Linked DNA regions of Gossypium hirsutum: region 2 is linked to region 1. Evidence: chromatin contacts called from public Hi-C data. All regions are on one chromosome and are shown on one strand. The core of a region is the stretch at or near the end of the contact, and the rest is flanking DNA. Distances in the headings are between cores, read along the strand shown. Region 1 holds the start of LOC107916813 (calcium-dependent protein kinase 26). Region 2 holds the start of LOC107934782 (40S ribosomal protein S5-like).

Region 1 (7,178 bases), core at 2,409-4,908:
CTGAACTTGTGGTATATACAATTATCAACCAAATTCATATCTAAACCGAATAAGATAATCATCATTTGGTAAAATTTGTAATACTATTGACGAGAAGTCTACTTAAGCCCATAGATGGAGTTTTGTAATTTGCAAATCATTAACTTTGTATTATCAAACACAAAGTTTTCTAGTTGAACCATATAAATGTATGATCAATGTTATCATTGAGAAACTTTTAACTTAACATTCATCTGATGCAACTTAAGGTCAAAATATTCCACTAAAGCTATTATAATCCTTTCTTTAGTGGATCATCTTAATGTCATTCGTTTTTGAGGTTGTTGAGATTGTTCTTCTAGAACAATTACCTCATCTTGAATAGGAAGTTGTTCAACATTGTCTTGTTGACGTTCTAGATTCACTTCTTGATCAATGATAGGTATGAGAACTTGAACATCGTTAAAAGTAATAGTAGGAATTAAGTTAAAATTCAATTCCTCCTCAAATACAATGTCTCTAACCTTATTTCTCTTTCCAAACTCAAAATCCTTAAAAAAATGTTGCAATTCCCGTATAAAAAATATTCCTAATTGTGGCTATCTTTAGAGGCACTGGCCAAATGGACACTTTCAGACTTATCATGTTTCAACATTTCTTCCTCTTGCACACAATGAGAAATGGGCTCATTTAGAGTCCATTTCTCCTTTTGACAATTGTAACTAATTTTAAATTGGTTAAACTATGTAGGAAACGATACCAAAACCATAAGAACAAACAATTCCTCAGAAAGCTTGATCTTAAGTGCCTTAAGTCTTGAAGCAACATGGAACATCTCCATAATGTACTCCCTCACATTTTTTGATCCTTGTACTTCATAAACATCAAAGAAGCCAGAAGTGATGCCATCCCAACCTTATCATTTTTAGCAAAACGTTTTTCAATTTCGTTAAGGAAACCCTTGGTCTGAGTAATCTCTTTAGATTCTGTGCCCCTAAAGGCTTCTAGAATGCTATGCTTCATGATCATTAGACTCATGCATTTTGAATAATCCCACCTCTCAAAATCCCTTTTAACATCAGGAGTGTTTTCTGTAGTGAGAGATGCAGGTTGTTCTTCTCTTAGTGCAAGGTCTATGTCCATATAGCCAAGCACTACAAGTAAGTGTGTTTTCCATTCCTTGAAATTGGTCTCATTAAGCGAGTATAGAATTGATGCTAATGAATATTATGACAGTAGAAGATGAACTAGTTGATTATAGAACAAAATAGATAAAAACAAGCTCACATAAATATTCATTTTATAAGTAAACAATAAATTCGAAATAGTGGCTCCAATCCCAATATACCAAACACTACATTAATATTAATAGTAAGCGATATTCTTGTTGTAGCAATCAAACATTGACAATAAATTATGTCAAACAATGAATCAATCTTTGGACTAACTTATTACTCACATAAAGTACATTATAATTGTCACACATTTATCACCACATATGTCCTTGAAATTCTGCCAAATTGTAACTTACTTTTGGATCAATTAATAAACACACGAATCACAAAAACATATAATCATCTTGATATTTTAAATAAACTAATCTATGTAAAAGAGGTCACTTTGGTGACATTTTGTTTCAACTAATCTATTTAAGATATTAGACATCCTTAATTAAATCCCAAAGCTAAAATTTGAAATTGTTTGCTTCAAAATATTTCAAATTTAAACCAAAATAATTTGAATAAAGGTAAACCCTATCTCAAGATATCGAATACTCCATTAATATTTCATCTTTGGACAAAATATTAACTTGTAAGTGATATCTTGTTGTAGTAATCAAACACTGACAATAATAACATGTTGAACAATAAACTTCCTTTTGGTCGATTTACTACTCACATGTAAACCGAATAATCGTCATATGTTTATTACCATAGTTGCACATATAATTTGTTAAATATTAACTTTCCTTTGGGCCGATCAATATTAACGTAGCTTAAGTTAGATACACGCAACCTTTTATATTTTAAAACAAAATAATTTCAATATCAGAGATCACTTTGGCAACTTAATATTTCAATTAAGTTATTTTAAAATATCTATAATTATATCAATATTCAAATTTAAAATTTACCCAAAAGTCAAAAGTTAAAACTAAAATTTTTAATTGCAGTACAGTTTTCAAAATAATCCAAAATAATTTTATCTTAATAGTGCAATAAAAAAATCGAAAACCTTAATGTTTGATTGTTTTTTTCAAAACCATATATGTTAAAATTAAATTCGGCCAAAGTTTATAACCGTACCGTTAAAATTAATTTCAATTCATGCAAAATAAAATCATGTGTTATTCCCTTAAATTCATTGATATGTATATGCATATAATAAGATATTTCCAACTTGGCTTTTGCATCTACATATAACTCCAAACTAAATATATGATTAAACTGGTTAGCATGAAAACACTTTATTCTTAAGCATATAAACACTTTCCTATCCATTGCTTGAATTTGGCGGAATCTGGGATGCTTCTTCCCCGCGAAACCTTTCATGTTATTATTATTATTATTATTATTATTATTATTATTATTAAGAAAACCCTAAAAATCTGGATCCATAATTAACCAATTTTCAAATTTTCAAACATAAATCTCAATCATCAACATGTATTATTCGAAATATCAAGATAATATGTTGAATCCATAAAATTTTAAGAAGAAATCAATTCATTTAAAAAATAATTTATTCTTTATAATTTGATACAACGAAATTCGGATGCCACTTGTTAGAATTGTTAAATTCTTGATATAAAACGTAATAAATCATAAACCAGAATCTATTATGTCAAATCGTCAAGAATAAGTTAAGAACAAAACTAGATGCGAAACCGTACTTAAATTCATCGATTTCTTGAAATTTACGAATCTTGTAGTTTTAATCTTCCAAATTAACACACAAGTAATTTTGAGAAAGTGGCTGACTCTTTTCTAAAAATGGGATAATAAAAAAGTTAGCTATGTGTAATTTGGGGACCATAACCAACTTTTGCACATGAACTTAATTTCTAATCAATCCATCATCAATTAGAAATTAGTTACTAGAGTGTTTACGTATATTGGACCCATACTTTATTTAATAACTAAATCTCAATAAACCTTAACCAAATCAAATCACTTTTAATTTAGGCTAACATTTTATGATAGTAGATAATAACATGTAATTAATTATATTATATATGTTATATCCATATTTTCCTACAATTTATCAAGTGACCACATATATATACTAATTACTTTATAATTATATATAATATTAAAATTATTATCGCAATGATTAATTGTTGTTAATTAAAGTAGTTGAATTTTTTTAACAGAAATCAATTTATTGCTGAAGAAATTTATTTAGGTATCAAATAAAATGACAATATTCCATACATAATTCAATGCGTGGACAACACAACCCTATTCCCTACCTGTTATAGAAAAAAAAAATCAACTAAGACATTAATGTCATATTAATCTGAGCCGTCAATACAATGTTGGTAAATGATCAAGCTATAACCACTGAAACCAGGCTGGTCGTGAGTTATACCTTATCAAACCCATTTAAACCCGTAAAAGTTTGAAACAAATCTAACAGAAAAACCTGTCTTTTTCTTTTTTCTTTCTTCCTCTTTCCTTCCATTTTCTTTCTCTTTTGAATGGGGAAAGAAAATAAAAAAATTAGCAGAAAAATCAACATTTTCCTTTTCTTTGATTATACAAATTATTGAACAAGTACATTATTTTTCATATATAATCCTTCTACTATTAAAAACACCCAAATCCATTCATCTTGCTTATTTTTCATTTGGTTTTTAATTATTTGTCAAATTCATATTTCTCCATTGTTTATGATTTTCAAATACTTGTTCCGGCACAGGATTTGTCGATTCTGATTGTTTATTTACATTGGGTTATTGGGCATTTCTTCTTTTTTATTAATGATCATTGGTTATTGTAGGGAGTTTTTTTAGTATATTAGGAAGCCCTCAAAAGGATCCCATTTTTTTTTAATGAAATTGATTTAGATTAGAGGGATAATTCTTGTCTTTGATTCATTACATTCATCATTCAATCATTGGTGTGAAGATATAAGGGTGGTTTAGATTGGCTAAAGCTCCATTATTCTTTTGGGTGTTATTTTTGTTTCAAAAAAAGTAGAGCCTTTAGGGAGATAAGAAATGGGGTTATAGTTAATGGGTGAATTTAGATATTATTGGATGGTTAAGGAAGAAGAAAGTGTGAGAAATTAAGAGGTCAAATGGGGAATAGCTGTGCCAAATCGGCCGCAACGGAGGAAGATGAAAATGAAGATAACAAACAAGATGGTAATGAAGGTGAAGCTAAAGATCCGGGTCAGTCTGAAAGTAAAGAACCGGAGGAATCCGGATCGGTTCGGAAACAACCTCCGGAAGAAATGAAGATTGTTAGAGAAGAAGACAAAACAGGGAAGGAACAAGAATCAAAATCCACTGAAAAAGCCGCTGAAATGACCCAAAGACAACAATCAAAATCTCACCCTCAAAGACTTAACTCCAAGCCCTCCCAACTTGCAGGATTTAACAAGGAAGGGTCCAAGACAGGGAATAAAACCCGAAAAGCTCATAATGTGAAGAGGCAATCATGTGCAGGGTTGCAGGTTGGCTCTGTCTTGCAAACCAAGACAGGTCATTTGAAGGAATACTATAACTTGGGGAGGAAGTTAGGTCAAGGACAGTTCGGGACGACTTTCCTTTGCATCGAGAAAGGTACCGGGAAAGAGTACGCTTGCAAGTCGATCGCGAAGAGGAAGCTCACGACGACTGAGGATGTGGATGATGTGAAGAGAGAAATTCAGATAATGCATCATTTGGCAGGGCACCCTAATGTTATATCCATCAAAGGGTCTTATGAGGATAACATGGCTGTTCATGTTGTGATGGAGTTGTGTGCAGGGGGTGAACTTTTCGACCGGATAGTAAAGAGAGGGCATTATAGTGAAAGAAAGGCAGCTGAGATAGCAAGGATTATTGTTGCTGTTGTAGAAGCTTGCCATTCCATGGGAGTAATGCATAGGGATCTTAAGCCTGAAAATTTTCTCTTTGTGAATAATGAGGAGGATTCACCTCTTAAAGCCATTGATTTCGGATTATCCATATTCTTCAAGCCTGGTATTTTCAAAACCACTCTCTTTTATTTTAGTATGAAATTTTAGCCCACTAGATGGTCTGCTTCATTTATAGGAATTAAGAGTTTAGTCTTTAGACTTCCCCACTATGTTGTGTTTCTTAAAGGTCTTAAAACTTTTTAGGGGATATCTTAAACGATGTTGTTGGAAGCCCGTATTATGTCGCACCTGAGGTTTTACGAAAGCATTATGGTCCAGAAGCGGATGTGTGGAGTGCTGGGGTGATCACTTACATTCTCTTAAGTGGGGTGCCTCCATTTTGGGGTGGTAAGTATTCATCAGATGTAATATTCTTATTACCATTTGAACTCTTCACTTTTTTTGAGCAATTTTATTTTGAATATTTGTTCTATTTCGGGGTTTTTTGTTTTGGATATAGAAACTGAACAAGAAATATTTAATGAGGTTTTGAATGGAGAGCTTGACTTCTCATCTGATCCCTGGCCTAATATCTCCGAAAGTGCTAAAGATTTAGTGACGAAAATGCTCGACAGAGATACGAAGAGGCGGATAAAGGCTCACGAAGTACTACGTAAGGATTGTTTAAACTTAAAATCTCAGTTTGTCTTCCTTTCTGATCTTGTCATGTGTGGCTATTAGCAGGTCATAATTTCATGTCACTAATCAAAATCATCCGAATTCTCGAGACTAATGGATTAAGCTTGATGATCTTTTTATGTTTTCACTATGGGATTTTGAGGTTTTTGGTAACTTGCAGGCCACCCTTGGGTTCAGGTTGATGGGGTAGCACCCGACAAGCCACTTGATTCCGTTGTCTTAAGCCGCATGAAACAATTTTCTGCAATGGATAAGCTCAAGAAAATGGCCTTGAGAGTAAGTTTCTCTCATTGACAACGGCCTCCAGAAAAGATACTGAAATGGAAACTCTTTTCAGTGCAGAAATCCCACTTGCAAATGATAACTTATTTGGTTCGAATCTCCATTATTTCATTGTTTTTTTTAGGTCATCGCCCAAAGGCTTTCTGAAGAAGAAATTGCCGGGTTGAAAGAAATGTTCAAGATGATAGACACTGATAATAGTGGCCAAATCACCTATGATGAACTTAAAGAAGGATTGAAAAGATTTGGTGCTAATCTTGCTGAATCCGAATTCCGTGCTCTAATGCAGGCTGTAAGTTACTCTTGACTTTTTTCATAAAGAATCCATGTCACACTCGAGTCCAAACATAGATGCTAACAGCTTGAAGTAAATCGAGACCATTATCTTACCAATTTGAAATGATTTTGTTTTTTGGGAATCACAGGCAGATATTAATAACAGTGGTACAATTGATTACGAAGAGTTCGTAACTGCAACATTGCATCTAAACAAGATTGAGAGGGAAGACAATCTGTTGGCAGCCTTCTCGTATTTCGACAGAGACAGCAGCGGCTACATCACTCTGGATGAGCTTCAAAAAGCTTGTCAAGAGTTTGGTATTCAAGACATCCACCTCGACGAAATAATGCGAGAAGTCGATCAAGACAACGTAAACATCTCTCTAATACTTCTCCTACATTCATATGTGAACTTGTGTGTTTTCGAACGATTCAATCTGCAAAAGTAATCGAATTCCTAGTGAACAGGTTTCCATGTTTGACTCATTTTATGTTAGGGTTTTTTTTTTTTTTTCAGGATGGTCGGATTGATTACAACGAATTTGTAGCCATGATGCAGGAAGGCAATCCTAAACTTGGTAAAAAAGGTAAATAATAGATATTTTGACAAAGATAATGTATTTTTCTTAGGGCATTTCATTTAGTGTTTCATTTTTTTTTTCAAACTTTTTAGAGTTTAGCTCAAAGTTTGAGGATCATCACAAGAAAAATTGAGTTTCCTTATTTGTGATTGTGACTAAAATTGTTGTATACACAATTTTGCTTCCCATCTATTGTTTCATGTTGTTGTTTTCAACTTTTATTTTATTTTTTATAGTAACACTTTAAAACTCTCATCTTTTGTTCTCCTCATTTTGGTTGACTCATTCAAA
Region 2 (7,178 bases), core at 2,529-5,028, 460 kb after region 1:
AGAATGGATACAAGTCATGGAATAATCACACTTGCATAGTCCATCTAATGTTTCTTGATATCCTGAGTAGACTATAATAAACAAATAAGTATGCTATCTCATATCAACTTATTCGAGTACGACCATGCATTTCTAGTCTCACTCAATCAAGTGGCCTAAAATATTGCTCCCATTATGTAGGAGGGACAAATCCTATATTGATCAACCATATCCCACTACATGGATTGTGGTATATCCAACATCAGCCTTTATAGAACAACCAGTTGCAGTGGACGTTTAACTATATCAAAATATACAACTCATAATGTTGGGATAATGATGATCTCAAGTTTGAGGATCGTATACATAGTAATCACTATGAGTAATGTTGTGACTATTACATAATAATCCAAGGAACATACTCATAGCGGGTCAGTCCAATATGTTGTTCTTTAACACAGATACTCATGTATTGATTTTGACATCCCATGTCAATGACAACACTTTGTCATCAATAAACTACACATTAGTCTTAATGCATTATTGTTGTCCAAGCCACAATAATACTCGACTAAGGACCTTTTATGAATAATCATATAATTCTCAGGACATTGTTATAAAACAGTTTATTTATATACCCAAAAAAGAAACTGTAATAATAATGGCAATGCCTTATATTAATAAATAAGGTAAAACAAGTATGTTATTACATGATTGGTCTTTGGACATACTCCAACAATGATATTATGTGATTAATTCTTTTATTTATGCAAATTTTGAATGATGTTGATAATTTCTATTCTTTGCAAGTTTAGATCACTTAGCTCAACTAGTTACATTATGTAATAAAGTAGAGATAATCACTTAATTCAACTAGTAAGAATATGAATTTTCATCCAATTAATCCATGAACCTAAATCCTTTGACATTCACATTTACTAATATCTCCTCATGTTTGATCATCCTTTTAACTTAAGCATAACTTCCTAAGCATAACTTCTTAGGAAATTACTTAACTAGAATGATTTTGAGTTTCTAACCATCAACTTTGCATCTATCATTCTATGCACCACGATTGAGTCATCTTAAAACAATCTCAACAAGTAACATGAATGATTTAGTGTCCTTTATAAAAAAAAAGATTCTTATTATATCACATGATAATACTTAAAAAAATTCTTATTATATCACACGATAATACCTACATCGTGATCAACCAACTATCATGTGCCATTGTTTAATATTGTCACTTGTGAAGTATAGAGAAGAGGACAGATTTAGACACTAAATTTATATTTAAGCCAAAAAAATAAAATTAGATAATATATACACATTAAAGGCCAAATTAATTATTATGCAAAATTTATAAATAACCACATAATAAAAAAATTAATTGAATAATCATTTTATTATTTTATATAATTATATGATAAAAATTGATACCTAAATGATTATCAATATAATTTACCCTATAAAAAATAATAAATTTACTAAATAAAAATTTTAAAAATAAAATAGTCAACTTATTCATAATAGAAAAGCTAACATCGAAACTTCACCCTATTCCATTGAATTCCATAGCAAGTTATATAACGTTGAATTTTTTCTATTCCTAATTTATAAATAATTCATGCGTATGATATTTTATATCAAAGTAAAGAAATCATTTGATAGGCATCGGCAAAAATATTAGAGACCTATAAAGGCATCAATAATAAAATTGACACTTTTTCAAAAATAAAAAAACCTTGACAGAAATTAAGAAAAACAACAAAAACGTCAATAAAAGAGAAACTTCAATTTATTTAAATAACTAAAATAAAAAATAAAAATAAAAAAGTTCAGTGAAGGAAACATGAATTGTTACTGCATTATAAATCACAAGCAAGTTAAAAGTGAATGTTTTAATTCAATGAAACATGCATTTCATCAAATCAATCAGCAAAAATTCTATCATTTTAATAATATCTACTGAAAAACTCCAATTTAAACATAAGCTAACTTGTCAACTTAGATAGCAAACACAACACTCATTGCATGTCCAGGACACCAAAAATAAAAGATAGCCCATAAAGTACTGATTAAAACAATTGAAATTCTCCCCGCCCACGGTGTAATAATCTCGTCTAATGCCTCAACGGTTGGCCTTGGCAACCCTCTCGATTTCATCTTTCTTCTTGATCGCGTAGCTGCACAATCAATAATACCATCAACAATGATGGAAATGACACCAGAAATAAGCGAAAGAGCCATGAAGGAGACGCATAAAAGTCCTTTATTTACCTGTTCGATGATCCTTTTGCAGCATTAATAAGCTCATCGGCTAAACATTCAGCAATGGTTTTAATGTTTCTGAATGCAGACTCACGTGCTCCGGTGGTCAAGAGATAGATGGCTTGATTCACACGACGAAGAGGAGAAATATCAACAGCCTGACGCCTCACAACACCCGCAGAACCGATACGAGTAGCATCTTCACGAGGTCCACTGTTAAATCAATAGGTTAACTTCAAGTTTAACTGGTGATACATTTGAAAGAGAAAATATGAAAGCTTAAGGTCATATAGGGTACCTGTTGATTATAGCATCGACAATGACTTGAATTGGGTTCTGATCAGTCAGGAGATAAATAATTTCCATGGCATGCTTCACAATCCTAACTGCCATAAGTTTCTTCCCATTGTTTCGGCCATGCATCATCAGTGAGTTCGTAAGCCTCTCAACAATTGGGCATTGAGCTTTCCGGAAACGCTTCACTGAGTACCTTCCAGCAGTGTGCGGCACATAGGTTGCGTGCTTCGAAGCTTGGGCACCAATGTAGTCACTCAAAGAGATATCAGTAACCTAAAACCAAATAATCTTCGGGGTCAAGTACCATTGCAAACAAGAATTACAATTATCAAAAGGAACAGCAAATTGAGGAACCAAATTCTTTCCAATCAATAGTTGTAGACATTGAACCCAATTCATTAACCACAATTTATAAGCCCTAATTTTAAAACCATAAACACCAACTCAAAATCTATAATTCATAAGCCAGAATTCATTAACTCAAATTCATATTCACACTCAGAATGACAACCTAATACTTCGCAGCTTATCACTTATCAAGTTAAACTAAGCTACGAGACAAACAATTGCTCAGAGAAATTACAATAGAAGAACAGGAATAAATACAAATTCATAGGAGAACATAAACTACAACTTTGAATTAACATAAACAGCAAAAAAAAACAAAAAGGAAGCTCCAATTGAGATTAAAATAGTAGCTAAATAAAATAAGCATTGATATTCCAAAAAAAAATCATTATGATGCCAGAAATATATAGACAAGTTAAAAAAATAAATCCAAAGAGATGGATACAGTGATGAAAAGATAACTATTCTCTTCACTAAATCCAGTTACCAAAAGACCAAAAGAAGTTCAGCAGATAAGCTAGCAGGAAGCAGTATAAAGATAAAATGAGACATTTCATACAAGAACCAAGAAACATGGAGGCAAAAGAAAGAAAAATCAGATCTAAGCAAAGAAATACCTGGACATCCTCAAAAGACCAGCGATTGAAAAGCTTGACTTCGTAGTTAGGTTGGGTCGGGTCTTTGCTGGTCTCGGTGGCTGCCACGGCCATTGCCATACCTGCGAAAATAAAAACAACAATGAATTTTGAAGAAAGAGAGAATCAAAGTGAGTATTAGGAGAGAAATTAGAGCTAAAAGAAATACCTCAGATTGAATAGATAGAAAGAGGGAGCGGCGACCGAAGACTGAATAGTGCGGCTTTCACTGGTAGCGGTAGCTCGGAGATGAGGAAATTAAACAACCCTAATTAACAATTGTTATATATGAAACATCGTCCCGAGTTAGGGTTTTATTGTAAGGGATCAAATTTTGGGGCTTTTAGTGGATGGGTTTTGAGAAAAAAGAACGGCCCAATTATTCTTCAACTACCCCAATAACTCATTTTTAATATATAATTCAATGATTTTATGAGTAAAATAAAACCATTTTTTTTTAAATTACATTATTTATATTAATTATATTATAAAAATAAAAATTATATTAATTATATATGTTAAATAATATTTATGTATTTATATTAAATCACTAATTCAATAAAAATTAAATTTATTACCCAAAACCTAAAAACAACTTACCCAACTAAATAACCCAACCCAAAATATAAAATTTTAAAAACTATATTTAATACAATATAATATTTATTACATTTACTTGTGTTTTTTAATATAAATATTTTTTAATTTATTTTTAATGGGTTAGAAAATTTTTATTTTAATGTTTTTTCAATGCATTTAGGGATTATATTTTCTAAAAAAATATTTTTAAATAAAAAGCTTATCAAAACAAATTAAATATTGGTGGACCGGATTGGGTCCGAGATTACCTTTCTTAAATTGGATCAGACTTGGACAAAAAAATGAGTCCATTTTTTGAGTTGAACCTCGACTTGAAAATTTAATCTAAATGCTCTATATAGATCCGACTAAACTCGGCCAGTAAACACCTTTAATCAAAACAATTAATAAGACAAATTAATTATAGAATTATTAATATTTAAAGGTGAAAGAGGATATACAAAGCAATATTAATACATGAAGTTTTTTATTAGGCTACTTATTTAGGTTAGGCTTTATAATAATAATAACAATAACAATAATAAGAGTATTATTCTCGTGTTCAAAATTTTTAGAGTTTAGTCATGAAAGCGTACTGGTATTATTATGTAGTTTACGGGTTTGTTTAGCTGCGCTTCCAAAAAGCACTTTTCACTCAAAAAGTACTTTTGACTTTAAAGCACTACTAAACAAACACCATTTGAGTGACTTTTTTAATGTTTAAAAAAGTCATTTTCCTCCGTTGAAAAAACTGAAAATTTTAGCTTTTTCTAAGCTAAAAGTGCTTTTGGCTAGCTAATTACTTTTTTATCCTCCATTTTTCACGGTATAGGGACAATTTCCTCTTTATTTTTTCTTCTAGAGAATCTCTCTGGTTCTCCTCTTTTATTTCCTTCCTGTAACAGCTCGTTTTCAGTGGTGTCAAAAACAGTGGTTACAGGACCACAAATCTGATGAGTGAATAATTATTTTAATATTTATTATAACTCTACGAGATTATATTAAGGTCGTATTAAAAGTTCGTTAGGAAATTTTGATGTTTAAATGGTTAATTAGGTAAAAATGACTAAATTGTAAAAGATATAAAAGTTGAGTTCTATTAGTTAAAAGGGCTAAATGGCTATGGAAATGAAAGTTAATGGACTTGAATGGTAAATATACCATTTAAGGTGTTAGTGGATGTGCATGGACAGGGTTTGAATGAAATTTTAATAGTTTTTAAAGATTAAAATGATAATTGAATAATTAAAAGAAAAATTAAGTAAAGAAAGATGGAACAAAGTTATCATCTTTCTCATTTCATTTTTTCTAGACCGAAATTCACCATTAAAGAGGGGGAGAGCTTCAGTTTTGATTTCTTCTTGCATGGTATGCATCCAAGCCCCGTTTTTAATTATTTTTATGTTTTTGAGTTCATTTTAGCTTAATCTAGCTAGCCTGGGGGTTATTTTGCAAAACTGTCAAAGGTTGAGGGACTTGCCACGGATTTTTTAGATGTGTTTTGATGTTAGTTGATAGATTATTAATCTTTGTTGAAAAATAAACAAGTTTGTTAAATGATTTTTGATGAATTTTGGAATTAGGGATTAAATTATTAAAGGTGTAAATCTATAGGTTTTATTGTAAATTTTTTATAACTATGAGTTGCTTTAAGGTCCCTTGCAACATGGGTTAAGTTGAATTTAGGTTAAAATGGTTAGATTTTAAGTTATGATCTTAAGGACTAAATTGTGAAAAGTTAAAATGTTAGGAGCAAATTTTTAATTTTGCATAAATATGAGTTATGGATTAAATTGAACTCTAGAAGTACTTGATTAATTGAAATTATCCATTTAGATTAAGGTAAACCACAATCGAACCTAAATTGAGGAAAAGCTAAAGCTTCGGATTAGTTCGATATCGCTACTACGCCCTTAACTATCGAGGTAAGTTCGTATGAATTGTAATCATTTTAATGTTAGCTAAATTGAATATTTACTATTTGTTTTAATATAAATGAATCAATATATGAATGTATTCATGTTATGATGAATTGACGGATATCAAGTCTTGGTTGAACCTTAAGAATTCTTAGGATACAAATGACATGTCATTAGGGATTTCATGTTTCGGGTGCTATGAATGAGGTCTTACATTTGTTTCGGATTCTCTACAGCTCGTGTGAGCAGCATCGTGTAGCTTATATTCTGACCTACAGCTCGTGTGAGCAAGCCCATTTTACAGCTCGTGTGAGCAAGCCCATTTTACAGCTCGTGTGAGTATTGATGTAAAGGGAAGGTTACGATTATATGTAAAGGCACACTATGTGTGAGCTTTCCTGAGTATCCAATGTAATTCTAGATGGTTCAACGGGTAAGAAAATAAAATGAAATAGTAAGTATGTAAATGGACTGAATCATGATTTATGGTCAGGAATTATGAGCTAAATGATTTACCTATGGAAATTTACATATCTTATATTTGATTTCATTTGTATCATGGACAAGTATACTAACTTGTGAGTTGGTGATGTTGTATAGGCTTAAACTAAACTTATGGCATTGGTGATGATTTATGTTTAATCTTTGAATTGTATAAATGACATGGTAAGTTATGTTTTAAGATTATACGAGCTTACTAAGCACTCGTTGCTTACATAGTTATTTTCCTTTGTTTTATAGATCATTGGAAGCTCGATTTGGTTGGAAGCTTGTTGGAGACCTATCACACTATCCAGCAAATATTTCGGTAGTTTTTGAATATTTTGGCCAAGGTTAATAATAACATGTATAGGTTTTTTTATAATGATATTTAATGAATGTATTAATGTAAGTTTTGGTAAGTTTAAGCCTTGAAGTTATGTTTGAGTTGGTGAACTATAATCCCTTACCAAATCATGTCATTTTAGTAACTTCTAAGTACATGTATATAAGGTTCTTTTGGTATGTTTGTAATGGCTTGATAATGGTCATTTGTGATATGTTTTGGTAGGTAATTGAACTAGGTTATAGTGCTTGAAATAAGGCATTGTTGACTTGTTTTGGTATGAAAGGTTTTGGTATAATTGTGTTGCCTTTGAATGGGTTG

Evidence for each region. Hi-C and Micro-C count contacts between places; a contact is called where the count stands out from the background.
Region 2: a Hi-C map of leaf shows a contact between it and region 1, with 1.7 times the contacts expected there. The contact joins the promoter of LOC107934782 here to the promoter of LOC107916813 in region 1. A contact is called at or near these places in 5 of 34 Hi-C or Micro-C datasets (leaf and petal).

The regions. Positions count from the first base shown.
Region 1 is chrA01:48,980,048-48,987,225 of Gossypium_hirsutum_v2.1, forward strand. LOC107916813 (calcium-dependent protein kinase 26) reads left to right here and starts at 3,659. Exons shown (of 7, transcript XM_016846188.2): 1 at 3,659-5,170; 2 at 5,311-5,454; 3 at 5,567-5,719; 4 at 5,906-6,021; 5 at 6,152-6,319; 6 at 6,453-6,677; 7 at 6,824-7,094. The coding sequence starts at 4,282. The coding sequence ends at 6,901.
Region 2 is chrA01:49,441,943-49,449,120 of Gossypium_hirsutum_v2.1, forward strand. LOC107934782 (40S ribosomal protein S5-like) reads right to left here and starts at 3,779. Exons shown (of 5, transcript NM_001327383.1): 1 at 3,703-3,779; 2 at 3,516-3,616; 3 at 2,552-2,823; 4 at 2,263-2,466; 5 at 2,054-2,168. The coding sequence starts at 3,614. The coding sequence ends at 2,114.